Regions from separate parts of the Mus musculus genome. Here all the other regions are linked to region 1. The links are chromatin contacts, called in public Hi-C and promoter capture Hi-C maps. All regions are on one chromosome and are shown on one strand. The core of a region is the stretch at or near the end of the contact, and the rest is flanking DNA. Distances in the headings are between cores, read along the strand shown. Region 1 holds the start of Mrpl1 (mitochondrial ribosomal protein L1). Region 2 holds the start of Cops4 (COP9 signalosome subunit 4). Region 3 holds the start of Lin54 (lin-54 homolog (C. elegans)). Region 4 holds the start of Rchy1 (ring finger and CHY zinc finger domain containing 1). Region 5 holds the start of 5430416N02Rik (RIKEN cDNA 5430416N02 gene). Region 6 holds the start of Hnrnpdl (heterogeneous nuclear ribonucleoprotein D-like). Region 7 holds the start of 4930524J08Rik.

Evidence for each region. Promoter capture Hi-C pulls out the DNA fragments that hold promoters and counts their contacts. A called contact is a pair of places that touch in the nucleus more often than the background predicts.
Region 2: a promoter capture Hi-C map of pre-B cells shows a contact between it and region 1, with 2.6 times the contacts expected there. The contact joins the promoter of Cops4 here to the promoter of Mrpl1 in region 1.
Region 3: a promoter capture Hi-C map of pre-B cells shows a contact between it and region 1. The contact joins the promoter of Lin54 here to the promoter of Mrpl1 in region 1.
Region 4: a contact with region 1 is called in a promoter capture Hi-C map of pre-B cells. The contact joins the promoter of Rchy1 here to the promoter of Mrpl1 in region 1. A contact is called at or near these places in 1 of 39 promoter capture datasets (pre-B cells) and 1 of 484 Hi-C or Micro-C datasets (pre-B cells).
Region 5: a promoter capture Hi-C map of liver shows a contact between it and region 1, with 2.8 times the contacts expected there. The contact joins the promoter of 5430416N02Rik here to the promoter of Mrpl1 in region 1.
Region 6: a contact with region 1 is called in a promoter capture Hi-C map of pre-B cells. The contact joins the promoter of Hnrnpdl here to the promoter of Mrpl1 in region 1. A contact is called at or near these places in 1 of 39 promoter capture datasets (pre-B cells) and 1 of 484 Hi-C or Micro-C datasets (pre-B cells).
Region 7: a Hi-C map of pre-B cells shows a contact between it and region 1, with 5 times the contacts expected there. The contact joins the promoter of 4930524J08Rik here to the promoter of Mrpl1 in region 1. A contact is called at or near these places in 3 of 39 promoter capture datasets (hippocampal neurons, liver and pre-B cells) and 1 of 484 Hi-C or Micro-C datasets (pre-B cells).

What each region holds. Positions count from the first base shown.
Region 1 is chr5:96,208,112-96,212,510 of GRCm38.p6, reverse strand. Mrpl1 (mitochondrial ribosomal protein L1) reads right to left here and starts at 2,396. Exons shown (of 9, transcript NM_053158.3): 1 at 2,318-2,396. The coding sequence starts at 2,348.
Region 2 is chr5:100,516,405-100,520,803 of GRCm38.p6, reverse strand. It overlaps Cops4 (COP9 signalosome subunit 4), which reads right to left and starts at 2,495. Exons shown (of 10, transcript NM_012001.2): 1 at 2,254-2,495. The coding sequence starts at 2,327.
Region 3 is chr5:100,498,367-100,502,765 of GRCm38.p6, reverse strand. It overlaps Lin54 (lin-54 homolog (C. elegans)), which reads left to right and starts at 2,127. Exons shown (of 13, transcript NM_172714.4): 1 at 2,127-2,265.
Region 4 is chr5:91,961,165-91,965,563 of GRCm38.p6, reverse strand. Rchy1 (ring finger and CHY zinc finger domain containing 1) reads left to right here and starts at 2,496. Exons shown (of 9, transcript NM_026557.4): 1 at 2,496-2,934. The coding sequence starts at 2,845. It also overlaps the pseudogene Thap6.
Region 5 is chr5:100,427,700-100,432,098 of GRCm38.p6, reverse strand. 5430416N02Rik (RIKEN cDNA 5430416N02 gene) reads left to right here and starts at 2,564. Exons shown (of 5, transcript NR_034038.1): 1 at 2,564-2,773; 2 at 2,861-3,002.
Region 6 is chr5:100,037,459-100,041,857 of GRCm38.p6, reverse strand. It overlaps Hnrnpdl (heterogeneous nuclear ribonucleoprotein D-like), which reads left to right and starts at 2,636. Exons shown (of 8, transcript NM_016690.4): 1 at 2,636-3,138; 2 at 3,877-4,045; 3 at 4,129-4,290. The coding sequence starts at 2,696. Enoph1 (enolase-phosphatase 1) reads right to left here and starts at 1,864. Exons shown (of 6, transcript NM_026421.3): 1 at 1,556-1,864. The coding sequence starts at 1,639.
Region 7 is chr5:99,976,675-99,981,073 of GRCm38.p6, reverse strand. It overlaps 4930524J08Rik, which reads right to left and starts at 2,139. Exons shown (of 2, transcript XM_030254981.1): 1 at 2,122-2,139; 2 at 1,408-2,037. The coding sequence starts at 2,139. The coding sequence ends at 1,522. It overlaps Hnrnpd (heterogeneous nuclear ribonucleoprotein D), which reads left to right and starts at 2,136. Exons shown (of 9, transcript NM_001077265.2): 1 at 2,136-2,682. The coding sequence starts at 2,450.

The sequences.
Region 1 (4,399 bases), core at 1,147-3,646:
AAATCCATTTTTTAAAAAATGCATTTTTATGATAGTTCTTTATGTTGGTAGTGGTACAAATACAGAAAGACAGATTAGTAAAACAAAAAAAAAAAAAAGCTTGACAATAAAATCATCCAAATTTCCCACAACAAACGAAGAAAAAAACCCACTCATAGGTGAATGCTAATATTTAAAAGCCTTCCAGGATAAAGAAAAATGTCCTAATAACCTTTAGGGGAGGAACAGTTTCACAAACAAGGCCCAAAGGCACTAAACAAAAAGTAGTTTACTAAATGTTAAAAACTTCTGCTTAGATGGCCTAGTCGGCCATCATTGGGAAGAGAGGCCCCTTGATCTTGCAAACTTTATATGCCCCAGTACAGGGGAATGCCAGGGCCAAGAAGTGGGAGTAGGTGGGTAGGAGAGCAGGGCAGGTGAGGGGGGGTAATAGGGAACTTTCGGGATAGCATTTGAAATGCAAATAAAGAAAATATCTAATAAAAAAAAATAAAGTGACAAAAAAATCCAAAAAACAAACCTTCTGCTTATCAAATATACTTTTTAAAAATTAAGAATTGAGGCTGAGGAGACTATCAGCAAAGTGCTTGCCATGCAAGCATGAGGGCCTGCATTCACCCCACCACACATGTAAAAAACACTGAGCACAGTGACTCTTCCTCCAAATTCCAAAACCAGAAGGCTGATCGCTGTGACTCACTTGGCCAACCAGACGAGGCTAATCAACACACTCCAGGTCCTAGTGACAGACCCTGCTTCAAAAACAATGGGATGGAAAAGTTATGAGAAATATCACACTACATGCATCCACACACATGTACACACATACCTTCCCGCATGCACATACAGTGAAAAGATGAATCTAAAATGGGTAGAGTATATTTGCAACATGTTCACTGGACAAACGAGTTGTATCTTGAGTGTGAAAGAGCAACACAATTGAAAAGTAAACAAGAAGGATAAAAAGACTTCAAACTAGAAAGGAAATGCCAATAGTGTGAAAGCTGTCCACTGAGTAGTATTACCTTATTAGTAAGCAAGGATACATCAATTTAAAACACATTATAGAATTCCATATTAGCACTACTTAAAGAGTGCTCAGTAGACCTATTATAATCTGCAACCACAAAAAGGTTACACTAGCATGTGAAACAAAGCACTAAATTATACTGTTCAATGCAACAGGCAATACTTTTAATAATGGGCATGCTGGAGATGCCTGTCCCAACACATGGGAGCCTAACCCTGTCTCAAATTGTTTTTGTTTTTTAGCAAAACTTAATCAAGAAAGCAGTGTCTACTTTTATTGTGGAGATGCAGTTTGTAAACTGGATGGTCTAAGTACCATTGTTTTACAAGCACTGGAATAAGGAAGGTTATGAAGCTTATGTTCCTGGCCAGTGGGGAGACAAGACACAATAAATAGAGGAAGGAGAAGGGCTGCAAGGTCAAAGAAGAGGGGGAGTTGATTGCATTTTAAAAGTAAAGATCAATTTCATATGAGAGGTGACGGAGCTCTTACTGTGCAAGCATGAGGGGTGAAATTCAGATTCCTGGCAGCCACATAAAAGCTGGGTAAACACAGTGCAACACCTCCCACCTCCAGGGGCTTCACTGGAGACAGTGGGATCCGCAAGCTCCAGGTCCAGTGACAAACTCTGCCTCTGGAAACAGCCTGGATACTGGCTGGCAGAAGAGAGCCTCCATGGGCACACATACATATGCACTCACACACATGTGAACATGTATACATAGACCAAGTACACATACACATGAAAAAGATCTTATAGTGTATATGGCACTGTGAATTCCTATTAGCCATGTCTAACGTGCTCAGACATGGCTATACAAAACACTACAGAATTAGTCTCCAAATGATAAACACGATAGCCTCTGTAAATTTACTAACTGGAATCGCCTTTATTCATAAACACGCCAAGGTTCAGATATTTACAGATGTAAATCACTTCATATACCACCTTTCCCTTCAGGGCTCGCTTATCAAACTGAACACGCCCGCTATCCCACACACACAACAGAATCTTGCCTTGTACTCCTCACCCCTGACTATAAGTACTGCCAATGTATTTCCGCTCCCATTTCATCCTCAAAATGACCTGCTCCAAGAGAGAACCCTTGCGTTAAGTGTCGCTTTTAAGCACTGATGACCCTCTGGGCTGTGGAGCCCAGAAGATCACGGAAGCATTTCGAGGACCGAGAAGCTGACCGGTGCCTACGAGATTCTGCCATGGATTCCGCTGCAACAGGAAACTTGGCTCTAGATTTACTTTCCACGCAAGAACACTGCTCCTCTTACCTCTACGGAGGCACCTTACGGCCGCCGCCATGTTGACTGTTCCGGATTGTGCTGACGAAGTGGGTCCCGGGTTTCAACTGCACGGAAATGCGAAAAAGGGTTCCGCGCGGAAGCTGGCAAAGGGGGAAGGAGTTGGTAGGAGCAGAAGAGCAGGGCGGGGACGACCTGGCTTCAGTGCCCTCGTGGCGAGGTTCCTGTCGGTTCCCTGTCTGAGACTGCCTTTCGTGGCTCGGGTTCAAAGGTTTATCAACCTTCGGGGCGGGGGTGGGGAATGGCTTTGTTGAAAACTCTGTAATTAATTATTCATTCCTTCTTATTTTTAATTTTGGACCCTGCAGATGTACTCCGAACGGTCATTTAAATAGAGGGAACCTGGTTCTCTGACTAAAGTCTTGAGAAAGCTGAAGTGTCCCCAGCTTCCTTCGCTATACTCTTGGCCTTCTTAAGATTCGGTTTTTCTTTAAATGAATATTGCTAGGCGACCGTGCGCGGAGCTAGCGTGTGCGCGCCTCTGAGTTCAATCTTCTTCATAGCAAAGAGAAAACAGAATCCATCAAACTTCGCCTCCACCCAAGGCGGGCCAGGAGGTCCCACTCTCTCACCCCCTTCCACCCCCCTTTGAGCAAACCTTAATCTTTCATCCGTCTGCTTTTTGGTTTCCGGCTGCTGGCAAGCTGTGCTGATCAGACCTAAGGAGCAGTACACTGCTTGGAGTTTTCGAAACACGTCTAGGGTTTTGTTTTGGTTTTTGGAGTTTGTCTGTTTTTGTTTTTGTTCTACGTAGCCAATTAGAGACCAGTGCACAGGTTATTCTGACCCCTTCCTACCCCCTACCCCCCCCCCCCCCAAAAAAAAAACATCCGTTATGTCTCAGCTGCCCGTGTGGTTTCTCTAAACCAAGTCTGGTCAGGAATTAATTCATAAGAATAAACTCCTCCAGTAATTGGCCATTTCCAAAGGCTCACTTACGGGCCTCTGCCTACCTCCTCAACCAACAACCTTCCTAACACACATGCGAGTGTACACATAACACACACACACAAAGAGAGGGAGGGAGGGAGGGATGAAGGGAGGGCAGAAGACACATTTCTCACCTCTGTGACATTTTTCCTCTCTGGCTTTTGTTTGAATTATTATGCAACACATTAACAGTATTTTTTCCCCTTAAGATTTAAATTCAGACTCTGCTCATTGTTGGCAGTCTCCTTTCATACTTCCAGGACTGAATTATGGCCACTTCTTCCTGGTTTTATGTAATAAACAGAATTAGTAATTTTTTTATTTATTTGAAACAATTCTGAGACCTATTATTCTATATAATACAATTTACCAACCTAAGTGTACAATTTAGTGGGGGGTTGAGCACACAGAGCTGTGCAGCTGTCACAATGTATCTCCCCATCTCTTTGAGCTCTTTGTGGGCAGCAATCATGTCGTTCATTTTTGTAACCTCAGCACATACTACACACAGCGTCAGACCGGAAGGAAGGTCTGCAGTAAACGTTGAAAAAAAAAAAAAAATGAATCCATGCTTATATGAATTAGTGACTTGATAAGAATTTCAAGCCTGCAAAACTTGGCTTCCTGAAGCTACTCACAGAAGATGGACCTCATCAAAGCTGGAATTTTCCAGAAGCTTTATTTTTATATTTATACCTAGTAGCCATCTAAATGAATAAGATTGTTACTTATAGACTGTTCTTGTTAACATGTAAGCAGTTACTTCAAAAGCTCTGCGACTGTTTAAAAAAAAGTAAAGAAAACCTTAGAACTTGACTCTACTTTGATAACTTTGTTTCTGCTTGTCCTCTTTTCCTTCTATGCTCTTTTCACACATACCTGAGCAACTACTAAGTACCAAACCTTGTGCTTAGATGCATAGATAAGAGGGAGCTGGAAAACTGGCAGTCACCTCATGATACTTAAAGTTAACTCCGTCTAAGAATATACACAAATTCTCCTGTTGCTGGCTCTTAGATTCATCTCCACAGCTGGAGTCAGTTGGTCCTCACCTGAAAATGCCTACCATGAGAACACAACCATCCAGTCAGAACTCACAAAATGTAATAAGCTTACAACAGT
Region 2 (4,399 bases), core at 1,246-3,745, 4.3 Mb before region 1:
TTCTGACACATTCTTACCAGATAGTACTAGGTAAATACCTAAAGGGAAGGCCAAGAATATCCTCAGAAAAAAAGCACTGAAGCCTGGAGATGGCTCAGTGGTTAACAGAATGCTTGCTGCTTTTCCAGAGGACCTGAGTTCAATTCCCAGCATCCACCCAGGTGGCTCAGCACCACCTGTAACTCCAGGTTCAGGGGGATGCACTCCCTCTTTGAACACCCATAGGCATTTGCACACACGGCACACATACACATAAATAAAAATAATAAGCTAATTCTTAAGAAAGAAAGCAATGTTGAGAGGGTGCCAACTAACACTGCATGGGCTATCCATTATCAAGCAAAGTATTTCATTTCCTCTTAAGGAAATCCACTTGGTAGGCTGGCACTCCACCCTCCATTCATATTCCTGCAAAATACCACTTTGCTTCTAAAGAGTTAGTGATATATTCCATTTCCTTTCCCCTGGAATCTGGACTGGTCTCGCTACTTGCTTTCATTGGTATTACAGAACTGATGTGAGACTTGTCAGACTAGCCTTATGCCTTACAGCTTCCACTCTCACCCTGTTAGAACACTCTGATGCAGGAAGTCCCAGAAAAAAAAGCCAAAGCTAAACCATGTAGTGAGAATAAAAGATCCAGCCAACTGCCAGGTATCTATCTACACGTGGCCAGCCCTAGTGCATCTGCTAGCCAAATTAATCTGCGTAACTGAACCAGGTAAGATCAAGAAAACAGGCCAGGCAACATACAGAATCCCGGGGTGGGGGGTGGGGGGTGTCACTTTTATATTACTCAATTGTGTACTTATTTAGCTACAACAGGCAAAAGAAACACCCTATTGGAGACATGCTACTGTTCATTTCTAATTCCGGGCTAGAGAGATAAATAGTAATGAAGTTCCACAAGATTTTCAAGTTCTAACACCTGCATCTTAGCTGATAATTAATGAACTTACATTTTCTGTAATAAAGAGAGAAAAAAACAAAGGAAATATAAGGGAATACATAAGCTAGTTTGACTTCTATCCAAAGCTATAAAAGTATTAATACATGGAAAAACAACCAAACGATGAAGACATAAATGAACTATTTCCAACCCCTGGAATAAGTCGTATGTACTTACTGACTGCTTCATAACAACATTATGACATTTTCCAGATACCAGGGACTGTGCTCAGTTATTGAAGTGTAATTAGTACATAGACACATGCTCATTTTGAAATCAGATAAGACTAAGCCTCACGATTACCCTTCCATTTTTTTAAAGCGGAAAAATAAAGAATGATGTAGTTAAGCCCAGGTTATACAACTAAATTTCCCACTAATAAGGTAGACTGTACTTTCTACACAGAAAAGCCCAGCACAGCGGCCACACAACACACACACCATTTCAATGTGCAGGTTTGAGCAAGAATATTTCATTAATTAGATCAACATGCCCTCAGCTGTGAGGTGTAAATGTTAGGGCCAATTGAAGGCATACTTTCATTAGAAGGCAAAACTGTGAAAAATCTACACAAAGAAGACTACAGCTGTTCAACAACTGCTTGAGGGGACTGAAACATGTCCCAATTTTTGACCTGTCGTGGCTCTAAGCACCCTAAGGTTTCGACAAAATTCCTTAGCAGACCCTGGAAATATCACTGTTCTAGACATCCTGAGCCCGAGGACATTCTGCCTGTGTTCTCTTCTCCAGAGTTGGTGACAGACTGCGAGTATCCAGAACATAAGGACCCACACACGCTATGAACTGAGAGAAGTTCTGGACCACATGACAGCATCCATACCTCCTCTGCCCCTATCAATCCTGGAAAGCCATCTCTTCGAAATAAAAGTCTGCATCAAAGTCCAGAATATAAATTTACCTCCAACACGGCGAAGGCAGGGGCGGCAGCGAACCGAAGTCAAACTCGGTGTGTCGGGCTCGCCGAAGAGACTCTAAGGAAGGCGCCCACCGCCGGGCGAGCCGTCATCTTTCTTACCTCGCTTCCAGAAGCCAAAAGAACCCGCAGAGGGCGTTATCAAGGACTTAAGAAGCTGGCAGCCACCTGGGGTCCTGGGACGGTCAGGACCCCAGCATACCGTCCCTACAGCTTTCTGTTGCTCCCAACATTTACCGCCACAGCCGAGTTCAGGCCCGCCCCCCTGAGTCAGGCCTAGCTCGAGCCTCACGCCCCGGAGCGCCCGTCGCCTCTGGGAAGATAAACTTGCGGCTTCCTTCCTACCTCTGTACTCCTAAGAAATACTCACTTGCCCGCCAGATCTTTATGAGAGCCGCTTGAATTCATGAGCTGGGCCAAATCCTGTCGCACGGCAGCCGCCATCTTTCCTCCAGCTCAGCCACGGCTGCGGGACCTCTCGCTGCCAAGAAGAAAACGAGCGTGGTCCTCCAGGAGGCGGGCAGAGGGGACGCGAGGTGCCATAGAGCAGCGTCTCTGTGGGCCAGAGCGCCGGATAGGGGAGCAGGAATTAGCTCCGCCCTCCGAGTTGAGTGACACCAGACTCCTCTCCTCCGGTTTGAGGACCGCCCAGGTCTCCCGAGAGACGCAGGCGCTCACGCTCCGACCTGGGATTGGCTGAAGAACTTGAGGGCGTGTACTTTGTGCAACTTCAGTAAAGGCCCGGCAAGTCAAAGGACGACGTTTTCCCTAAGTTCCGGGACTGATTATTATCGTTCTCCGCTCCGTTCTTTAAGGCATCACTTAAACGACCTATGTAAAGAGTTACTTCCAATTCACTATAGTCCAACACTGAAGAAAAAAGAAACAAAAACCAACCAACACACACACACGGAATGTCAATTCCAAAGATAAGAGGAAAAATACAACAGACCCAAATCATCATTTTACAACAAATTACAACAAGCAATCCATGAAAGCAAGCTTTTTTATTCGTGTACACAAGCTGCCTTCCCCTAAGGTGGAGTTCAGTAGGTCAGCCCTGGATTCAAGGAAGACAAGGTGTTTATAGCTCAGGGGTAAGGGGTTCCATATCGGAGATTTGGCGGGCAAACTAGGCGGCGAGCAAAACAAGGTAACACAACAGGTAGCCATAACAAGGTAGTCATAGGTGGTCATGGAACCTATGCAGCAGATAAGGCTCCAAGGTGGTTATAAACCACTTCTTGAAGCAAAGACATGACTTCTATTCCTGGAACAGGCAGTGCAGAACATTTTGTAGTTAAGGTTACAGGTGGAGAATAGCCCAATGTCTGACAAACAAAGGTTTAGTCATAAACAAGAAAGAACCTAGTTTGTCTGGAACAGAGGTTTAATGGTAAACAGAAAGGAACCTAATCTGTCTTTACTATATAAGATGGCTTTTAAGTCTGAAATGGAGACAGGCTGGTTCTTCAGATCATTTACCTGGGAAAGAGTATACCACGATCAAGAATATGCTCCTCCCACGATGAGTCACTGGCATCTAAGTGTGCCGATGTCTGCGTTTTTTCCACTTGGGAGGAAACTCAACTGCACAGTTTATGATCATAGTGGACTGCTTTTGGCACATTCCCCTTATAAACAAATAAATAGCTAGGTTTCATGGTGGTCACCGTAATACTAGCACTCCAGAAGTGGAGGCTAGGGAATCAGGAGTTCAAGTCTATACCCCTGATCCTATCGACTTGGAAGCCAGCTGGGATTACTAGAGACCCTGTCCCACAAAGCTCTAAGATGTAATACAGATTAATGTGCACACACACACACATACACATATACCTTTGGACTATATATGTGCATTCCTTGATACACCCTGTATCTTTTTAAAGTGTTGGTTATACATACCACTTTGTTCAGACAATGCTGATTTTCATCTATTGTTCTGAAGTGATTAGTAATACTGCCCTTCAATTGAGAACCTGTTTCACGAGTGACAAGGTATGTGATCATCCTGCATTTACATGTGGTTACATTTCTTATTCATGTTTTCTTACAAAACTTCTTTCCAAAAATACAATCTGATAAATGCAAGGTTTTTGTATTCGCTTCCTTTCACAGAAAGTAACATGCCTTATTGTTCTCCTTTAGAGTTTTCTCTTTTTTTCTGGTGACCTAGTCATATAAGACATTATTATTTCTGTCATTATTTTTAAAGTAGCAAAGGTATGTTACAACATACAGGACATATGAAGAACGTTTTTTATAGAGCAGCCAATGGTGCAGTGAATGAACTTATATGTGCATGATTTAAGATGTGTGCAAGTAAAATACATTCCCCAAAGTGAGTCAGGATGCATACACATTTTTTGGCAGATATTCCCAAATCATCCTGAACAGGAGAATTCTAGTATTTTGTCTTCCAGTCAGATATATTTAGGATTGCAATTTCTTGCAGACTTACCTACAACAAATACTAACTTGAAGCATTTAGCCATCTTGGCATGTTACAAATGGCA
Region 3 (4,399 bases), core at 878-3,377, 4.3 Mb before region 1:
TTCAGGATAGTTTCATGAAGAACAAGAACTAGCAGATGTCTCTGTTTTCTATGTTTGCTTTACTTTGTTTTTTGAGTCAGGTTGACCCCAAACTCTTGATCCTCCTGTCTTTCCCTCCCAGGCAGCATGCAGTGACTGAAATGCACACTGCTGCGCCCAGATGTGCCTTTGAAGATGTCATTTCTCTTCAGAATTAGTCTAGGAAAGCTAGCATTGAAAAATAAGAAAAGAATACTTTGTCCTATGTACTTTACACAGCGCGCAGAGAGTCACCAACCATGTGAACTGCTTTTGCTGAACTGTGACCTACGGTTGAAAGCAGTCTAGTGAATGTCAATATTGAACTACAATTAAACAGCAGATAGCTTTGGGGGCAACTTTTTGAGTTCCCAAGGCAGTAATGACAGCTCCAGAATTATTTATTTATATAAGACGAGCAGTTTGATTGGACAAGGGATCAATCCTTTGTGTGCACAGCTATTGACATGAGTTGGTTTTTTTGTTTTTTGTTTTTGACAGGGTTTCCCTGTATAGCCCTGGCTGTCTTGGAACTCACTTTGTAGACCAGGTTAACCTCGAACTCAGAAATCTGCCTGCCTCTGCCTCCCAAGTGCTGGGATTAAAGGCGTGCACCACCACTGCCTGGCTTCTGTTGCTGCTTTTTTGTTTGTTTGTTTTTTTATTTTATTTTATTATTTTTTCTGAGACAAGTTTCTTTGTGTAGCCCTGGTCGTCCTGGAATCTTGATTCAAGGAAAAGAAGGAAACAGTGTGTGTGTGTGTATGTGTCTTACTGAAAGATGCAGGCTGAGTGCTGGGCTCAAACTCCCAATCTTCTTCTTGCTTCAGCCTTTAAAAAGCTAGAATATGGAGGTGGGCCACCCTGCCCAGCTAAAAGCTTTATTTTATTCTTGATTTTATATGAATTGTATTTATTTTTAAGATTTTATTTTCATGCATATCTGTGTATTTGTTTGTGCCCTCAGAGTCGTGAAGAGGATGTTGGATTCCCTGAAACTGGAGTTACAGGCCTTGTAAGTCACCTGGTGTGGGTGCTGGGAGCTGAACTTAGGTCCTTTATAGGAACGGTACCGGGTCCTAACCATGGTCCTAAGCACGGAGACATCTGTCCAGTTCCTTCTAAGAATTATAATATTCAGCACAGTTGTTGAGTGTTATATAATGCATCACTGGATACCACAGTTCTTATATTCACTAATGTAAAACTGTCATTCTCCACATACATTAAACGCTATGTCATGGTGTGAGTTGTTTTGACCAGATTGCTGACACTGATAAGATTGTACTAGTCATTTTAGTCGTTGTAAAAAATCCACAGTAAACCCGGAAATGTTGCCCTTATTCCTTAGGTCCTGTTTTGTAGTAGTGGTATCAGAACTGTGTCAGCTTGGTGGAAGGAACTCAGAATTTTTCTACCAAGGTGAGGTGTGGAGGTGGGGGTTATCTAAATTTGGGGCCTCAGTCTCTCTGCCTTTTTTCTTCTAGTGATGCCCCCACAGTACCCCCAGGAATACTTGGTTGGAAAGCGATACCTTTAACTTATCTCCCGCCTCCTTCGTGTGGTTCCCCAGGTAGTTTCACGTTGTAAGGCCTTTTTAAAATTTAATATATATTTTTTATTTCTTGGATTTATAAATATCCCAGGAAATGAGATGACTGAATGCAAAGAATCCATATGTATCAGTATAAGGTGTGTTGCAAGACAAATTATCAAAAACTCCCTTTCAAGGTAACTCTGCGTGCTCTCTCAGGAGCTTTTAGGAGCCCCTTGCAACGTTCACGTCTAAACCCCAACAGATTTATTAACATTTGAGAAAGGATGCGGACTCTCTCTTCACTCAGGCGCATCACCAAGCGGGGGCGCGCTGGAAACCGCACTGACCGAGGTTTAGTCACAAAGCCAGAAGCACGAACCCACTTGGAGTTCCCCGCCTTCCCTTTGACGGAGGCCCCAGGAGCAGTCACGTGGAACCCCAGAGCGCTCCCCCAGCCCTGCGCAAAGACGCGACTCGGGTTGCCAGGGGGCGGAGCAGGGGCGCGGAAGGGGCGGGGCTCGGGCCGCCGGCGGGGGCGGGGCGGCGCGCGGGCGGGGCGGGGCGGCCCGGCGTATTATGGGATGCGGCGGTGGAATGGCGCTGGGCGTGATTTTGAACAAACCCGGGTCTGTGTTTCGGAGGCGCCGCCGCCGCGGCTGCTGGGAGCCCGGGGAGCGCGGCGCGAGAAGGAGGCGGCGCCGCCGGCTCGGGTGAGTGTCAGCTCCGGAGACCCGGGCTGAGCGGCGGGGACCGGCGCCGGGCCCGCGCTCGGGGCGAGCGGCGCGCGGGCGGAGAGCGCGGCGGCGGCTCCGGGCAGCCGGGCGGTGGGCCGGTGGGCCGCGGCGGACCGAGGGTTGTCGGGGCGCGGCGCGAGCGGCGGGCGCCGGAGAGCGCGGCTGTCAGTCGGCGGGCCGGCGCCGCCCGCCCCGCGCTCGGGAGGAAGGGCTGGGCGGCTGTTGACAGGCTCTCGGCGCGGCCCGGGAAGCGGCTGCCGGCCCCGGGCTTCTGGGAACCTGTTTTGCTGCTGTGTCATTTCGTACCAGCGCCTCCTTTCGCTGCTGCCCGGCGCCGCGTTCTTCCTACGCCCCTTTGTATGGACTCTTCTGGGTGTGTGTCCGTTTCCCTCGCGAAGCCCACCAGCCAAATGTCATAGTGTCCCCGCGGTGCACGGGGGAAGGGAGCGGGCTGGGACTCAGCCTGGTCAAGCAACGGTAAACAACCATCCGAGTGCCGGTGGACCCGGCTGTTGGTGGGGAATAAAGTTGAAAGATGGAGAAACTGGGAACCCCTTCCACGCTCAGCCTCTAGCGGGCTCTCGGTAGAAACGCGCCGGGAGTGGGTGGGAGACAGCCCTTGACTAAGCCTGAGCCTGCTGACTTTTATATGGAGGTGTCATTCAAACAAGGTAGGGAAATGAAATGGCTTCTGCTTCTTCCTTATTCTTAGGGAAACTTAAGACAGTAGATTAGCCTTGTCCACAACCCTGAGATTCAGCTTGCTGGTTTCTGTTAGGTCTTTAAGAGCTTATAGTATGACTGAATGATAAAGAATAAAGCTTTTGAACTGGCAATTAGTAAGGCTTTCTGAAGTCAAACAGCTAACTTTTGGAGGATGCTGGTCCTATTAAGCCTTGCAGCTTATATGTTCTTAATTCCTTACATGATTAATTACTTCTATTCCCTCTTGGGTGCTTATTAGACTACACCATGAGAGGAACTGGAAGGGGGTGGGAGATGGATAGGTTGTTCCGGAATCTTGTTCTAAAGCAAGCTGTTTTTTTCCCCCCTCTGCATTGAACAAGTGTTATCAGCAGCAGATGGTTTTTAATTTGGAAACTTAGATCCTAAAGTCAGTTGGCAAAGGGTTCTAGCGAAGAGCTGGATTTTCTATATGTTAGAAGTTGATGGTTATGAATGATAATAGAGTTGAATCAGTAATTTAAATTTAGTAGTACCTGAGTATCTTAAACCAACGACAAATTGACATAATGTTGTTCATGGGCAAAAATGGTCAAAGTTGAGAGGAAAACAGTTCAGAACTTTATTCTTAAAAATGAAGGGGAGAGGAGACCAATGTCTGCATGATCAGCGCCTGTAATTTAAGGATGTCCGAGAAGTCAGGCATGCATATAGAAATAGCCATACTGTCAACATAGTCCTATGAGTGGAGTAGAATGCCAGCGTTGGTGAGTGACGTTAAAGCTCTCCAGTGACTCTGAAATATACGTGAAACATGGTCTACCATCTCTCTCAAGTGTGTTTCTGGAAATGAAAGTTTGAGGTTTTACTGTTCTTGTGTCAGATTCCACACGGCTTGCCTTCCTAACCAACATCCAGGCCTTGGAATCCCGCAGGTATCACGATTCCCCGTGGCGTTCCTGCGGGTCTCCCGGGTGCCGAGTGTTTGGTATTGGGATGTTGGGTCTGGCATGACCCGCCGGTGAGCCCTAGAACCTCTCCCTCCCCCCTGAGTGCGTTTGAAGGTTGGCGGGGCGGACGGGAGGTTTCCCCGGATATGTGGGTGTGCGCTGCTCCGGAGGGCGGGCCGGGGCGGGAGCAGGAGGAAGGGGGAGGTGACTGGCGGCGGTGGCGGCGGCGGCTGGGGCTCGGCTGTCGGGGGAAGCTGCTGAGCTGTGATGGTGATGACGAGGTGAAAATGGCGGATCTTTCGAAATACAATCCCGGCCTCTGACATACCAGAGGCGGCGGCCGCGGCGACATCGCCACCCCGGCTCCCTCCTGGGTCCCCGGGTACCCTATAGCGCTCCATTTCGTGCAAACTGGGAAAGGAAGCAGCTGGACAGAGCTACGGTGCACAGGCAAAACAAGCACTGCCCGGGCTCGA
Region 4 (4,399 bases), core at 1,247-3,746, 4.2 Mb after region 1:
TTTAATCCCAGCACTTGGGAGGCAGAGGCAGGCGGATTTCTGAGTTCGAGGCTACCCTGGTCTACAGAGTGAGTTCCAGGGCAGCCAGGAGGGCTATACAGAGAAACCCTGTCTTAAAAAACAAACAAACAAAACAAACAAACAAACCCCTCACAGAACATGCTTCAAATGAAGCAAGCAGCACACTTGAATGAACACGTGGGTGCTGAAGGGGCTTCAGAACTGTCACCGGGATGAGTGCTCACAGCTCTTAACAAACCTGTAAGTGATATGGACATTCAAAGATAGAAGGGATGGCTCCTGCCTTCAGCTTAGTGTTTAGAGTGCTTCTGTCAAAGTCTGTCTTCTTGAAGTGTCTTGAACACAGCACATCTCCTTTTTTTAGGCTTCCAAATGCTTGCAGTATTCACATCTAGTCTTTTCATGGCTAATACCCACTTTCTTTTGATGTTTTCATCTGTGGGGAATCTACAAAACAGTAAGAATATATTTTAAAGCTATATATGTGTGTGTATGTGTATATATATATATATATATATACATACATATATTAGGCTTTGTGATAACTACCTTTACCTGCTAAGACATTCTGTTGGCCTCATAGCTCAGTTTTAATATCTAGATTTTTCTGCCAATCATTCTTCATACATATGGCTTTTATTTAAATTTTTTTTTAATTATATGTAAGTACACTGTAGCTGTCTTCAGACACTCCAGAAGAGGGAGTCAGATCTCGTTACGGATGGTTGTGAACCACCATGTGGTTGCTGGGATTTGAACTCCGGACCTTTGGAAGAGCAGTCGGGTGCTCTTACCCACTGAGCCATCTCACCAGCCCTTAAATTTTTATAGTAGCATATGAATGTTTCAGTGGACATTTAGCCTGTAGCAAGATTTGCAATTAAAGGTTTTTCTTTCTCTACAGCGGTTGAAGAATACCTTTGGCCTTTCCCTTTCTGAGGTGATACCTAGAATTTGTCTTCAATGAATAGGAGGGCCTCTTATACTTCCTCCTTTCTGTCAAACCTGAAAATAACTTGTATAGCAACTCATACATAGCAGGTCTATAAATGCCTTATGAACTCATGCGGAGAACAGCTGGCACGTCTACGGTTCTGGAGCTACAATTACTTTGACATATACAGGAGGCAATAATCAGACTTCTCAACATTTCTAAGCTAGTTCAATATTGTTTTGGGACATGGTAGCACATAGGTTCTTTTTATTTCCCTGCCTAGTAAAGTAACTAGATCTTTCCCTAGTAATAACAGTGCTTCACAAAAGCTGCGAACATCCTAAGTATGCTTATTAAATCCTATTAGACCCTTCCTAGGGTGTCACAGGAATGGCTAAACACTAAATTAGAATCCTCAAACTCACACAGCTAAATAATCCTTGATCTGAACATGTAGTTTACAGTGAACCACTCCACCTCATCTATTTCTAAAAAGAAGGTATGGGTATTTGAACAGAGCCCTCAGTTAGATGATGATCGACATATGAACAGTAGAGACCGTAACACAGTTAGAATGCAAACATTAGCAAAGACGAGCCTGACAATTTGTGCGTGGGGGTATTTTATTTTTGGTGGGGGTGCTATCTGGTCTTTCATTCCTTGGCACTTGAAACTTGCACATTATAAAGGGACCATTGTCAGTTCAAATTTAACAAGGTTATTTTAAAAAGACTGGGAACAAAAGCTTGTAACTGCAGACTCTGGTAGAATCATTTTTAGTAAAAAGTTAAAAGTATCTGGCTTGAGTACAGCAAAGTCTTACACATGAAATGTCAGTCCTTTTAACTTGGAATTTGGTAAACAGCGAGAGGCACATCCAATGGCCGAGCAACCTTTCACCATGTTTTTAGCAACTCCTAACACAACTGGAAGAGAATTAAAACGAGTTAGTAACTCCAGGGCTAAGCTAAAGGCATCTCCTCCCGGACAATTGCCTCCCTTCTCCCAGATCCCAACACCTGAAGTTTTGCTGATAAAATGCTCTAAGTCTTGGTATTTTGTAAGAGTGGACATAAAGTTATGCACCTTGAGGTCTGAGATTCAAACTCTGCAGGCTTCTTTATTTCTCTCATGTTCTTACGGGCCAGATTTTTCTCTCCCACAGGTCTGGTACACACTAACTCCTGCTGGCGTACTGTTTGCCATTCAACTTTCAGCTCGAGCGTCTCCTTCCCCAGGGACACCACACAGGACTGTCCTTCCAGTGTGGAAGTTGTGACCTCATCTAATGCCGTGGCGTTCTCCCCCTCCCCATTTGTGAGTTCCACGGGGGCGTGGCGTGGCTACTTGTTTTTCACTTTGCGTTCTTAAGTCCTGGGTGGGTGACAGCACAATATTTTCTAAAGGGGGCGCAGGGAAAAAAGGAGACCGGGACAGCCGCCGGCACTCGGACCTGCGCGCGCAGCCGCCGAGCCCCGCCCCCTTTCGGAGCAGCCGCGGGAGGGGCCGCTCCTCACCGGCGCCGGCGGCTCGCAGCAGCGCCCGCCAGACGACGCAGCGGTCCCCTTCGCCCGCAATCAGGGCTGGCAGCGATGCCGGGGCGGGGAAAAAGAGCCAACCTAAGACTTACTACCATTAGCAGTGACGACAGCGACTAACGTGGACGACGGACTAAGCGTCTCACTTGGCTTCCACCCCTTACACCAGGGACCGGAAATCCGGATGCTGCAGATCACGTGATTGGACCCCCCCTTCCTGACTCTGGTGGCCGCTGCTCCGAGGAGGAGCGGGTGTCCGACCGACTCTGCTTCCTTAAGGCGTGGCTTCCAAGCTGGGGGAAAGGTTCAGTGGCTGGTGAGGGGGAGGTGGTGGAGGAGGAGGAGGAGGAGATGGCGGCGACGGCGCGGGAAGATGGCGTCCGCAACCTGGCGCAGGGGCCGCGGGGCTGCGAGCACTATGACAGAGCTTGTCTCCTCAAGGTGACGACTTTAGAGGGTACCTCCTCGATGAGCTGCGGTCGGGTCTGGCAAGGGCAGGTTGGGCAGAAGCTTCAGACCGAGCTGCTTGTCAGGATACCTGCCATCTGGAGTTGGGCTCTCCTTGCAGGAAACGTTTTGGCAAGGCGAGCAGGAGCTCTGTACTCGATCGCCGCTGCAAGCCAAGTTCTTGTTTGTAAAGACTTGGCCCTTGCTTAAATTCACCTCCCTTGTGGGTTTATCCGTCATTTGCGGTTGACAGTAGAATGAGGAAGTGAAAGGGCCTTGGCATTTCTGTCAAGTGCGTATGATGCAGTGATGAAAGCATAAGCAAGGGAAGAATCAGAATATAATTTCTGTACGTGTAGGAAGTTTATAGTATGGCTTGTCAGCTTCATTTTTTTGTCTAGGAATATGCCCAGACCTGTCCAGGAGAAAATGTCTGTGTGAAGTGAGAGTTGGGTGATTGCCATTAAGTTGGATATTGGAGGAGTGCCTAATACATATATGCTGTCATTTTTCCTGCTTGAGACGTTCTAGTCATCTAGAGTTTTTAAAAATGACTCTCACACAGTTAAGACTTACCTGATTTTTTTTTTTAAGAAGCAGTTTTAATATTTTGTTGAGAAAGCCTGAGATTTGAGCTGGGGTTATAACTCAGCCTTAGAATTGAGTTTATAATGCTGAAGGCCTTGGCTTCAGTCTTCAGAAGTCGCCTCCCACTGAGAAGAAACTTTGACTCTTGGAATCCTATAGCTTTCCCTTCATAGTTTAGATTGTCCTTAACTTGCTGTGTAATTTGGAGCAAGCTACTTTTTAAAGAGCTTGCATATAAAATATACAAGTTTGGAAGCTGGTCTTAGTGGTAAAGGCCTGTAGCTCCAGGAGATGCATACTTCCAGCTATTTGTGAAGCAGAGGCAGAAGGAATACCAGCCAGGAGATGCTAATGCAAATAAGAAAAAAAAAAAAAGGAGGTGGGGCTGGGGGTATATATAGGTCATTGCTAGAGTACTGGCCTCACCAGAGAGTCTCTAGGTTCAGCCTTCTCTGCCAACAGGGAAAGTCCCTCTTTTATAAACCATGTGATGATTGCATGCTAGAGTGCACATGTGGTGTTTTAAGAGGTGTGTCCCCAGAAATGACTAGGAGTATATATTAACTAGCACCCACAGTGGTCATCAACTCCTCCTTCGCCACCTTCACAATCAGCTCTGCTGGTCACTGACCTTATAAGTTAGGACTAAGTGATAGGCTTAGATCTGTAAGGCAACTTAAACCCTTTTCTGTAGGCCATGCCTGGTGAGCATTCATTGCATTGGATGAATTTTTTCAGACTGGTCAATTATCTAATGTTGTATAAAGAATTAAATATTCTTTTGGTTACATTTCTACTGAAATATTTTTACAGTTTCAAAGTGGTATGAAACTGAATTTAATACCTGGCCTTCCCCTTCCACCCCTGCAAA
Region 5 (4,399 bases), core at 1,315-3,814, 4.2 Mb before region 1:
TGAACTCAGAGTTTGCCAATCTAGTTAGCCAACTTGTCCTGGGGAATCTCCTGTCGTCCTCTCTGTGCTGGGGTTACAGGTGGCTGCCATCTGCCAAGCTTTCTGGGTAAGTTCTGGGGATCCTTTAGAGAGCCGCTGAGCCATTTCCCATGTTGCTTCTTTACTTCTTAGCTGTCATCTGAGCTCTATAACATTTATGTCTTCACCTATAAAATCTAAGTACATGTTTGGTAGCTAGTTGGAAAATTCATAGGCTTGGAGGTGTCTGAGAATGGACCCCTTCCTCTCCATTAGCAAAATGCAAAACCATTGACTGAAATTGCAGGGCTCTAATGAACGGTCTAAGGAATGGGCTTTTGGTGCCCTTCGAGGAGAGGCAGTTCCAAACTGCTCAAACTATCATAAGACCTGTACCTACTGGAGGTTTTGTGGTAAAGCACACAGATAACCACTGTCCTGTCTTTTATTTTATTTTTTTTGAGACAGTGTGTTAAGGTTATCATTACTGTGATGAAACACCATAGCCAAAAGCACGTTGAGGAGGAAAGCATTTATTTGGCTCACACATTCACAGTAAAGTCTATCACTGAAGGAAGTTAGGACAGGAACTCAAAGAAGGTGCTGATGCAGAGGCCATGGAAGGGTGCTGCTTACGGGCTTGCTTTCCATGGCTTGTTCAGTCTGTTTTGTTTTTTATAGAACCCAGCATCACCAGCCCAGAGAGATCCCCACCCACAATAGACTGGGCCCTCTCCAGTCAGTCACTAATTAAGAAAACGCCTTACATGCCCCCCCCCCCCCAGCCAGATCTTCTGCAGGCATTTTCTGAGTTGCATCATCCCTTCTTCTGATGGCTATCTCGTGTCAAGGTGCCATAAAACAAGCCAGCACACAGGATCCTGGAAGTGTGTAGATCAGGCTGGCTTTGAACACAACAGAGGCCCCCCTGCCTTTTTCTCCTGAGTGCTGGGATTAAAGGTGTGCACAACTATGCCTGGTGTCAACACAATGCACCTCCCCCTTCCCAAAGCTACTCCAAGTGGGCCTGTCAGTCACCTGAGGAGAAACAAAAAACCCACAAAACACACACACACACACAACAACCCATCAAAACCAAACCAACTGTTTGTTCTAGAGACATTTGAGTTTTAAACCCTTTCTAAGGATATAGGCTGGCACCATGAATCTCCTTGGCCTGTGTCTATTTTTGCCCCTTGTTTTTAATTTATGTGTATGAGTACACCACTGCTCTCTTCATACACACAAGAGGACATCAGATCCCATTATAGATGGTTGTGAGCCACCATGTGGTTGCTGGGAATTAAACTCAGGAGCTCTGGAAGAACAGTTGGTGCTCTTAACCGCTGAGCCATCTCTCCAGCCCCATTCTTGCTCCTTGTGAGCAGGCTTTTATGCCAACAGTCTTTTTGGCCATTGTTTCTCTCTCCTTTGGGTTCCTTCACTTTCCAGTACTAAAGCCCATTTATCTTCAACAGTGCTCTCTTGTGTGCCTCATCTGAATTATTTCATTGACAATCACAAGAAATGAAGAGCTCAGGTGAGTTCAGATGGAGAGCCAAACAAAGGTCTAGAAGTTGCAGGTCCAGAGCCAAATTATCTTGTGCTATCTTTAGGAAGAGCCAAGAACGATATTCATCCAAAGCAGCACACAGCTCTGGTCTAACACACATCTCCCGACTAGTACGGAGAAGCTTGGGATTTTCAGGGGGTTGGGGGTGGCGAATGAAAACTGATTCAAGAAGGAAAAGCTAACGTTTGGCACTTAGGATGGTACTCGAATCACGTGTGAATTTATTGTTATTCAACAAACCCTTGACATTGTAAGAAAATGCGACCACGTCTCACGCGTAGTGCAGGGCTGGGTCTGCGAAGGCTGATGCACCAAGATCCCAAGTGTGAGGCCAGCTTGAACTACACGTGTTTTCTCGGGTCAGGCTGATATAAAAGGAAGAGAGCACCCCACAAACCAACCAAAAAGGTTCTCCTTGGGAGCTAGTGTTTAAGTAGGGATTGATTTCGCCTACTTTTCTCCTCAGTATGCCTTCAGCATGGTATGACTGACTCTCACCAACACCTCAGAAAGGCTGAGATGACTGGTGCTCACCAAGTCAGACGCCCAATAAACGGCAAAAAGAAAGCATTCTGAGTAACGTCCCTCAAGCCGGAAGGCAAATGCGGAGCACCAGCCAGGTCCGGTTGCACATGTCTGGCGACGCTAGCCGATGTGCCGCCGCCCCACCTTTGCAGTCCCATAGCAGTGCCTGGGCTCGGCGGCTGCGATCGCCCACACAGCCGGAGGACAGGTCGAGACACTCCACTAGCAGTCCCCAAGGCTGCGGTCCCCTGGACAGCAACTTCCGGCTATCCTACTCTGTCGAAGTCCCTTTTCTGGGCTCCCGCGAGAGCTCGAGTCGCGGTAAACTCTGTTCCGCATGAGGACTGGGCGGCTTGACCGGAAGGGCGGGCTTTGGACATGTAGCCAATCACATACCATGCTATGTCGAAGCAGCCAATCGGAGAGGCCTGGCGCCTTTAAGGGCCTCCGTGGGCACGTTCTCGCTTCCATTCGGTCCTCCTTTTGTTAACGCTCTGGCATCATGTCTACGCCAGCTCCCGCGCAATCCGGCGCCATCGCGCTTTGGGCGAGCATGGCCATGGGGAGTAGAGAGGTGGAAACCGAGCTGACGCCTGCCTGACCCTGGCGATGGTGGCGCGCGCCGGGAAGGACTGATTGGAGAATGGCGCCAAATGGGTAGGAACAGGTCGTGATGTCCGCCGAATGTTGTGTAGCAGGCGGGACAAAAGAGCGATCTCAGGCCTCATCTCGTCTCTTTTGTAGGTCACGGATGGCGAGGGGGCACAGGAGCTCTCGATGTGACCTGGCGCTGTGGATGTGATGCACAGCAGCTTGAGTGGGACTGCTCCGCTGTCCTCATGAGAGAACGCTTTTTCTGAAGATGGGAGGTGGCTAATGAAAGAAGGTGAGGTCTCTCGGGCCCTTGCTGTCTCCAGTGCGATGGGAACTGCACGGGTACGGAAACTTAGGGCCCACAGAACTTTGTTTGAGTTTGGGAATAGGGCATCGAGGGTGGATAGCTTTCAGGACTAGGCGATTTTATTGGAGCCCAGTGATTAAAACCTTTGACTTCTTTGTATCCTTCAAATGATACAAAATTCAATTCCAACAAGTTTTTTTTACCTCCTATTTTACTGAGAATTGAAGTCATCAAGGAATTAATTTATTCATGTTTTTCCATTATATATGCTTTTATCTTATTTGGATGAAATCAACATTTTGCTGGGTTTTTCCTTTTATTTTTATTTTTTTAAATAAAACGCAGCCCATGAACTTCTGGGGAATCGGGTGCTATGGTACAAGTGTTTGCTTGACTGTCAAGAATACAAGGCTGTGTGTTTATCCTTAGGTGAGGTTTTTCACAATTGGCAGTGAGTTAAGTGAAGTTCAGTCTGGTCTCATGTAATCAGCTCTCAGCACATCGGGGTTTTTATCTTGCAGTGCTGGGACTCAAGCCCAGGATTTGTGCATGATTTCAGTCACTGCATCACCAACCTACGCTTGCCTTTAGAACAGATACAATTTTATCTTACTGAGCTGGGCTTGTCTCCTAGAGTCCGTTTTCAACCTGGGGGTGATCTTTCTGAATGGGTCTCCCATGAAGCTGGGAGTAAAGGTTCAGGCCAGTTTTAGAGTAGAGGTCTAACCCCACCCTGTAAAAACATTCATTTTGTTTTTTTAGACAGGTCTCATGTAACCCGGGCTAGATTAGACTTGCTGTGTAGCTTGGCATGACTGTTCTATTGATCATCTTGCCTCCACCTCCCCAGTGGTGTGTGTTCCTGCCAAGCCCAGTTAATGTGCTGAAGGTTGAACCTTAGGGCTCTGGGAACACTAGGCTTTACCAGCTGCACCCTATCTCTTCTCCAAAGAAACTCCATTCACATTAGCTGTCCCTTTGTCCCCCAGTCCCTAGGAGCACCTGTACCTGTAGATTGCCTGTTCTGTATGATTCACATAGATGGGATAATAGACTAGTGCATCGGAGTTTTTTCTTTAGTACATAGGATTTTTGTGGCTGGCTTTTCTCCTACAGAATAATGGTAAGAGGTCATCCTTATTGCCAGCAGCGGTGGCAGTGTGTGCCTTTAATCCCTGCAGAGGCAGCAGATTAAAGGGCAGAGCACTTGCCAGCCTGCTCTACAGAGTGAGTGAGTTCTTGGACAGCCAGTCAGTGCTACACAAAGAAACGCACAGGTAAAACAGCTATGCCGAAAAATAAAAATTTTCAAAAAGTATCAAGGTTATGATTGGAGAAAATTTTGTGAAGTGAATAGTACCCGAAGAATACTTTGGTTTTCC
Region 6 (4,399 bases), core at 1,387-3,886, 3.8 Mb before region 1:
GTATATAATCTGGTATCAATCTAAGTCACTAGAGCATTTTTATTACAAGGTCCCATGGTGGCGCATGCCTTTAATCCCAGCACTCAGGAGGCAGAAGCAGGCGGATTTCTGAGTCTGGTCTACAGAGTGAGTTCCAGGACAGCCAAGGCTACACAGAGAAACCCTGTCTCGAAAAACAAAACAAAACAACAAAAAAAAGAAGTGGCTCACAGGCATCTGAGGGAAGAGACATTACAGTTTCCATGCTGACTTATATGAGCTTATCTTATTTAACAAATCAACTTTCCAAAAATGGTACATATTTAAGGCCATATCCTGACCGCGGCTGTCATTTAGGTCCCGTGCCCTGCGGACAGCAGACAGAGAGAGAATAGAGCTGGTGACCTACAATCACCTCCCCCCATCACCACACACAAAGCAGTTAATTATGTAACAAGAACAACAAAGTGGACACAATTATCAGCATTTAGGCAGTCTTGAATTTTTCCACTGGTCTCTACTGTAATTAAAATCTTGGCAAAATGGCCAACTAGACTTTTCCAGAACCTTTGCTATGTATCTAAAACACCATAATTCTTATTTAGGAAGAAAGAGAGAAAGAAAGAAAGAAAGAAAGAAAGAAAGAAAGAAAGAAAGAAAGATAGATTGATTTGCCGGATTTGTGGCACATGGGAGTTCGAGGCCAGCCTGAATTATAGAGGTTATTTAAGAGCCTGTCTTAAATAAAATAGCTGTTATATTTGGAGACCTAAAGTTGTGTACAAACATTATGACCTACATCTAGAAAAATCAGACAATTGTAACAAGTAAACAATCAAAATAGACCTTAAAGCAGGCTGCAGTTTACTGGACGATGGGTTTTCCAACTCCCCCCCCTCCATACTACCCTCAACTATTCTATCATAAATATCAGTGCATAAATTGACTACATGGAAGAAAGTCAAGTCCTAAGCCTGTGAAACTGTGTTAACCCGACAGATACTCAAAAGCTTCAAGATACCATGGCTTTCTAAGAAAAATGAATGGAATTTTAGGTGTGTTCTTATAGTCTCAAAACCAGCGCAAGTGAGATGGTGCGAAAATCAATTGCTATTGCCCAAGATACCAGAGCCACTAGAAATCCTTTCACTTTAGTCTTTGCATTGGGAAGGCCTAAACCTCAAGGACCACTAAGTCAAGGCCACCACCTCTGCGGGCCGCAACCTTCAGCACATGGGGGACGCTCATCCACCGGGCGACACACCTACCTGCCAGGCCGTGGGAGCTCCAATCACCCCAACTCCTCCCAGCTGACCTGCCCCTCCCCAAGCCGTTGCTGAGACCATCTCCACTTCTTCCTATCCTTCTCCACCTAACCGAAAGCAAGGACAGGGGAGAAGATGGTGGCGCGAGGAAAAGCACCCCCGCAAACCGCCGCAGCTTCTCTTCCCCATTCCAGAGACATAAAGCCACACCGCCTCTCCTGAGCCTCCCAGGCAAAATCTCCAACACTTAAAATTTCCCTTTCAGATGCTTTTAGGCACAAGTAACTTCCCCGCTCCCTTCCGCCCCTCACCTTCACGAAAGCAATCGGGGTTGTGGTACCTTCGATATCTAACAGGATTACGGTGACTTCGGCGGGCACGGAAACCACGACCATTTCCCTGCCGGATGCTACCACGGGCTCGGCCTTGGTTAAGGAGGGCAACACCGCCTGCGCGTCTTGAGCTCCCGAGGGCCCAGCAACAACCGAGGCGCTGGCGACAGCGAACGACCAGGGGCTCAGAGACAGAGCTGGGACCCGCAGTTGCAGAGGAAGCCGCCTAGGGTACTACACCCGACGAGCAGGCGAGCCGCGCAGGCCCGGACCACGTGGGCAGCCGGAGGGGCGGGGCTCCGGGATTCAAAGGGGGGGGGTGGAGGAAACAAGGAGCGCGTGCCTATTGGCCGCCGGCGAGCCGCGAACCCGTCGGTCAAAATAGGCCTCGCGTGGGCGGGAACAAAGAAGCGAGCACCCAAGCCTGGAGCCTGGAGCCCGAGCGCGGGCACCAGCCCTCCGCAGCCTGCTGGAGCCTGCGCGGGAGGCCCGGGGCTCGTGCAGACGGGAGTCCCTTGAGTGGCGCGCCCGGGACGTGAGTGCCCCTTGTCTTCCCCGGCACCTGACCCCTTCCCCGCCCACCGCGTGCACCTTGGCACAGCTTCAGTCATCCGAGCAGGCCCCGCCCTCCGCCGCGGCCTCAGCCAGCCTCGGAGAACGAACGCACGGAACCCGGGCTGCAGAGAGAGATCCTGCAGCCACGGCCCCTGAGCCGACACCGCCCCGAGGCGACGGCGGAAAAGCCGTCCCCGCCAGGACGGAGGCGGTCATCGCGCACAGGCTTTCTGCTCGGCTGGTTGCAGCCGGCGCGAGGACAAAACACGCGTGCGCCGGGAGGGCGGGCGAGCGAGCGGGCGGACGGGCGCGCTGCAGCTTCAGCAAGCGGCGCGGGGTGCACGCCGCCCTTTTGCCGGAGTGGCCGCCGCTGCAGCAGCAGCAGCAGCTCTGCACTAGGGGACTGAGGGCGCAGCAAGGGACTGAGCCGAACTGGACGCGCGACGCCAACGGCTCTCAAGGCAAGAGGGACTGTGGCCCTGCCACGGCGCCGCTCGCGATTCCCGGTCCCGCACGGCTGACTCTCCCCGCGGCGCGACCTCGCTCCTCATCCGGAGCGCGGCGATGGAGGTCCCGCCCCGGCTCTCCCATGTGCCGCCGCCATTGTTCCCCTCCGCTCCCGCTACTTTAGCCTCCCGCGGCCTCTCCCATTGGCGGCCACGGGCTCCCCGGCAGCTCGCCCCGCTCCTCCCTTCGCTCGCTTCCAGCGCCTCCCGCCAGGGGGCGCGCCGGAGCCCGCGCCACGTCACCGCCCAGCAGCCCTCCCGATTGGCGGGCGGGGCGGCTATAAAGGGAGGGCGCAGGCGGCGGCCGGATCTCTTCCGCCGCCATTTTAAATCTAGCTCCATACAACGCTCCGCCGCCGCTGCCGCCGGGACCCGGACTGCGCGCCAGCACCCCCTCGCCGACGGCTCCGCCACCATGGAGGACATGAATGAGTACAGCAACATAGAGGAGTTCGCAGAGGGATCCAAGATCAACGCGAGCAAGAACCAGCAGGATGACGGGTACCGCACGCTCCGCTCCTCCCCTCCCCCAGAGCCCCGCGCGCGCCCTTCGTCCCTCCGGAGCCGCGCGCGCTGCCCCCAGTCTTTCCCCGAGTCGATTCTCCGCGTGCCCGCTGGACCCCAGTAGCCTTCCCCACTAGTGGAAAGTAAGATGGGGTGACTCGAGAGGCCCGCCGCGGGTGGGGGAAGGGAGGAGGGGTTGGGGAAGGAGAGAGGCGCCGTCGGTGTCCCGAGTGCGCAGGCGCCGCGTGGGGCCCGGGAGGGGGGAGGGGCCGGGTTCTGTGCGCCACTTGCTGCAGCTGCTGCTGCCGCTGCCGCCTCTTCATTGTGTGTGTTGGCCGCTCGCGAATTTTCCTGGGTTAGGTTTGGGAAACTTTTGGTTGGGGCACCAGTAGACGACTGGCACTAAAAGTTTCCTAGGTAGCAAAGTTGGCTTTAAGGCTGTGGGCAAGAGTCTACGTAAGTTGCGGGGGAATCGGTGTAAAAGTTGTGCTCTGCAATCCAAAGCAAGCAGGGCAGGACATCTACCAGATTCTAATGGCTTTTTTTTTTTTTCTAAGTTTTGAGTTCGCGTGGTACAAAGCAACGTGCCAGCTGGCTTGAACAAGTGGTTAAGATTTTTGTGGTCTAATGTTAGTGTTTGTAGTCAAAACAGATTGCGTCTGGAGAGTAAGTTGCCCTGTATTTAATCACTAAGTTACTGTTAAGCTTATTTTTCTTAAATAACTTTATTTCTAGTAAAATGTTTATTGGAGGCTTGAGCTGGGATACAAGCAAGAAAGATCTGACTGAATATTTGTCTCGATTTGGGGAAGTGGTAGACTGCACAATTAAAACAGACCCAGTCACGGGAAGATCAAGAGGATTTGGATTTGTGCTTTTCAAAGATGCTGCTAGTGTGGATAAGGTAGGGCTGTGTTTTGCATTGAGTCTACTGCGTTGCTTGCAAGTTGCTCTAGGCTTTTAAGTCCAAACTGCCTTGTCTTCCAGGTTTTGGAACTGAAAGAACACAAACTGGATGGCAAATTGATAGACCCCAAAAGGGCCAAAGCTTTAAAGGGGAAAGAACCCCCTAAAAAGGTCTTTGTGGGTGGATTGAGCCCAGATACTTCAGAAGAACAAATTAAAGAATATTTTGGAGCCTTTGGAGAGGTGGGCTGTGTTTGTGTATGTATGTGTGTCTGTGCTCGTGTTTGGTCAAGTCTGGGGGGGTTCATTAATATTTCACCGGATGGGACTGAATTCTCTTGCTTCGTCTTCA
Region 7 (4,399 bases), core at 890-3,389, 3.8 Mb before region 1:
GAAGTTCAGGTTGGAGGAAATGACACAAGGTGTAGAATTTAAGGCCCTAGGCTAAAAATGGTGGCTCAACCCTATAATCTCAGCATTCCTGAGGCTGAAGCAGGAATACTGCCCAGAGTGTGAGGCCACCTTAGGCTATACAGTGATCTCCAGGCCAGCCTGGGTTACAGACCCTGTCTCAAAAAAGAAAACAAAACAAGGCACGTAGGCCTTAGTGTGAGGAACTCTTGAGTAACACTCAAATTCCAGAAGCGACAGGGCTGCCTGTGAATTAAAGTAAACTTTTTTCGGTAAAATGATGTCTTAGTTACTGTTCTACTGTTGTGAGGACCAATGCAATGTGTAAGAGAAAAGCATTTGGTTGGGGGCTTGCTTCTAATTTGAGAGGGGTAGTCCAGTGTCAGCATGGTGGGAAGCAGGCAGGGTAGGCAATGACCTGTGGGCTGAGAGCTTTCCATCCTGATCCACAGGCAGCAGGCAGAAAGGCCTGGTATGGCCTTTGAAACCTCAAAGCAAATTCCATGAATACCATCTCCCAACACAGCCATGCCTCCTAATCCTTCCCAAACAGTTCCATGGCATGGTGACTAAAACATTCAAACATAGGAGCCTTTGGGACCAATCTCTAAACCACTACAACCAGTTTTTCTAAAAGGCTCATCATTTAAATCCATAGGATAAATAAAAACCTCGGGTTCATCCAAGTTGTTGCCAACCTGCAATATTTGACTTGAGTCATCTTATTTGGTCAGTATTTTTGGATGGTAAAGAAAAACGTGGAATCACTTCTTTTTCGCCAATCATCTTGGTGGTTGCCTGTCTGTGATTTGCTCAATGTTGAAGACATTTCCACTATTTGATGCATATTCTTTCATTTTATGGATTCTGTAACAAACTGTAGTGATAAATCTTGTTTTAATCGTTGGGATTTTCAGATTATGTACAGTTACTGTAAATTGACTTAAAGTACACCATGGGAAGCATTTATTTAAAATTTTTTTATGTGTTTTGCTAAGGGGTAATGCCAGGTTGGCCTCAACAGTCCTTCCTCCCTTCTCTGGGATCACAGTTCTGGGATTACAGCGTGTACCTAATTAGCTGGGCTGAAGTCCTGTCCCTGTATGCTGTCTTTTGTAAACTTCTCCAAACCCTGTTTGGAAACTGGATACTTACTAAGCAGTCGAGTGGTTGACGACAAAAAAAACCAAACCAAACCAAACCAAACCAAACCAGAAATTCCATTTTCTTCTAAGTCTTGCAGGAAGCTTCAAAGTCTAACTCCTGAGTAGGAATTCCAATAGGTTTCTTAGCGATTAATTTTAAAATCGTGAATCACACGCCTAACGGCGTTTCATTTTTTTCTTTTTATAAAATCGCCACCTCAACACCACAAACCCAGAAACCTCGTAAAGATGATTCATGACATTTATATATCCTGTTTAATACAAGGACTGTAACTCGTAAAAAAAAAGGAGCCCTGGAGTCGACCTTAATACATACACTTCCCAATCCATAGTGACTTCAAAGAATCGTGGCCGGCGTTAGGCTCTTGTAATAACGGAGGCAAAGCTTAAGACTAGGGAAGCAACTCTGAGAAGAGGCAGCCTCGACCATCAAAGCCGCCTTTGGACAGCGCCGCGGCGGAGCCTCAATGTCACCCGGCGCAGGGACGGCGGAGCACTGCACAGGCGCGGCCCGCTGCCCCACGCAGGTCCCGGGGCCCACAGCCGTGGCTCCCTGAGGGCAGCCTCCACGAAGTCTCCGCTGGGGATGGACGAACCACACCCCTCCAGGTCGGCCGCGCCTGCCAACCAAAGCCGAGGAGCGGCCGGTGACTCCAGGAATCCGCGGAAGGGCGGGGCCAAGGGACGGGGGCGGGGGAGGCCTCTCTAGCCGCGCCCTCGAACCAGCGCTCCTTGTTCTCGATGGTACCCGCGCGCCCCTCTTGCGCACGCCACTTCCGGTCCTCTTTAAAGGCCCGCGCCGCGCGACCGCGGGGCGTGAGAGCCAGTCGGAAAGGGACGGGGAGGGCGGGGCCTGCGCGGGGGGCGGGGCCTAGCGGTGGACGGGGGCGGGGGAGGCGCAAAGGGCGCGCTCCGGAGCCACGTGACCGGGACGCGCCGTTCTTCCGTCGGCCATTTTAGGTGGTCCGCGGCGGCGCCATTAAAGCGAGGAGGAGGCGAGAGTGGCCGCCGCTGCTACTTCATTCTTTTTTTTTTCAGTGCAGCCGGGGAGAGCGAGAGAGCGCGCTGCGCGAGAGTGGGAGGCGAGGGGGGCAGGCCGGGGAGAGGCGCAGGAGCCCTTGCAGCCACGCGCGCGCCTTGTCTAGGGTGCCTCGCGAGGTAGAGCGGGCATCGCGCGGCGGCGGCGGGGATTACTTTGCTGCTAGTTTCGGTTCGCGGCGGCGGCGGCGTCGGCGGGTGTCGTCTTCGGCGGCGGCAGTAGCACTATGTCGGAGGAGCAGTTCGGAGGGGACGGGGCGGCGGCGGCGGCAACGGCGGCGGTAGGCGGCTCGGCGGGCGAGCAGGAGGGAGCCATGGTGGCGGCGGCGGCGCAGGGGCCGGCGGCGGCGGCGGGAAGCGGGAGCGGCGGCGGCGGCTCTGCGGCCGGAGGCACCGAAGGAGGCAGCGCCGAGGCAGAGGGAGCCAAGATCGACGCCAGTAAGAACGAGGAGGATGAAGGGTGAGTAAGGGGCGGCCCCGGGCAGCCGCTCGCCAGGCCCCCTCCCCCTCCCCGCCATTAGGCCTCGCTCCCGCGACCGCCCGCCCGCCCGCAGGCCCCAGTGCAGTCGCCCCCTCGGCCGCCCCTCTTGTACCTCGGGCTCCCCCCCGGGCCTGCATCTCCTTCCCTGCCTGCTCGCCCCCTCCCCCATCACACACGTTTCCACCTTTAGCCGTCACCATGCTACTCCGCGGCCCGCCCTCTTTCCTCCCTCGCCGCGGGTCTCCTCCCACCGATGTGGCCGCCAGGATTTTTTCCCGCCTGTCGGAGCTTACCCTCCCACCCCACCCCCACGTCTCCCGGATTTCTAACCTCTTAGGCTTAAAAATGCAAACGCACAGAAAAGCTTTTTACCAGGGTTGCCAAGGTTGGTCGGGCGCTTCGCCCTCGCCCCCGAGACGGTGCGATTATTGACACGCTCTTGCTTTGGGAAAGCTGTAGGCTGTCCACCTCTCTTTTCTCCCGCGTCGGCCGCAGGCCATTGCTTTTAAATAGTTTTCGTCTTAGGATTCGTTCGTTCTGTCCACTTTACGCTGTCACCACGACACGCTCCTACAGGCCCTGCGTTTGTGCTGTAGACAGACCGGGCCTGCCAAAGTCCCTGGTCTGCTGGCGCGTTGGTGTGGCTCCGCGGGCTCCATTTAAGTCCTTCCTGGTCGATGGGGCCTGTACTTGACTGGGGCTCTTCCACCTCCCGCCTGCGGTTGCCCTTCCCCCATTCTGCCAAGTTATTCTCTCTATGCACCCTTTTCGCGCCCTCAGATTCTGGGTTGCCTATTTGTACAGATTGTAGTCTTTCCTTATTTAGTCTGTGCAACTACATTTTTTACATCTCTCTCCCGCCTTTTCAGTGCCCAGGAGCCTGTTTTGGTTTCTTCTCAGTCTCACCCTCTCACTATTGTTCAAAGGAGCCCACTCACCCTTTAATACGCAATAAATCCTGTGGTGGTCAATGAATTAGTTTTTTTCAGGTTTTTTTAAAATACTAACTTGCTTCCTTTAATTGAAGTAACTTATATCGCCACCAGAAGCTGCTTTTAATAATGTTAAAATGCAGCCTTTGGGAGCTGAGTATCATTCAGGAGACAAGGAAAGGGGGTTCGATCCGGGTCCTTAGATTTTCTTGTTCCCATTACAGATTGCTGATCTTGAGTTATGGTTTCGATACTTTTTATAGTGGGGCTGTGCGTATGCAATTTTTTTCACTATAACCAGGAGAAAGTTTTGGTGGGGAGTTTTTAGAAAGGTGTCATTTTAACCCGTGATTTCCACTACTGGTTAAGAGTATAAAATTTGTAGGGGTGTTGGGACAGTGGAGAAGGACTTGGAGTATAATGTTTAAGAAAATCTCAGTTCAGGCTGATTCTCTGCAGTCTGCTAATGGTTGTACTGGCTTTAGTGGGGAGTTGAGGGTGGGATGGGAAGTGAATTTAATTAAATGGAACTAATATTGAACGATGTGTGGCTTAATTTGAGAAGGGAATACATGTTAAATATTTGAAGAAATTAAGGTTTTTTTTTTTTTTAACATTTTGGTTTTTGCTTTCTGAATTCTGTTCTTTGGACAGAGGCACCAAAATGGTTAATTTGTAACTGGGGCAGGCTTTCTATTACCCTTGAGTTTTGAAGTTAGAAAGTAGCTAGCTGTTTTTGAAGTTTTTTGTTGAACTGAAATATA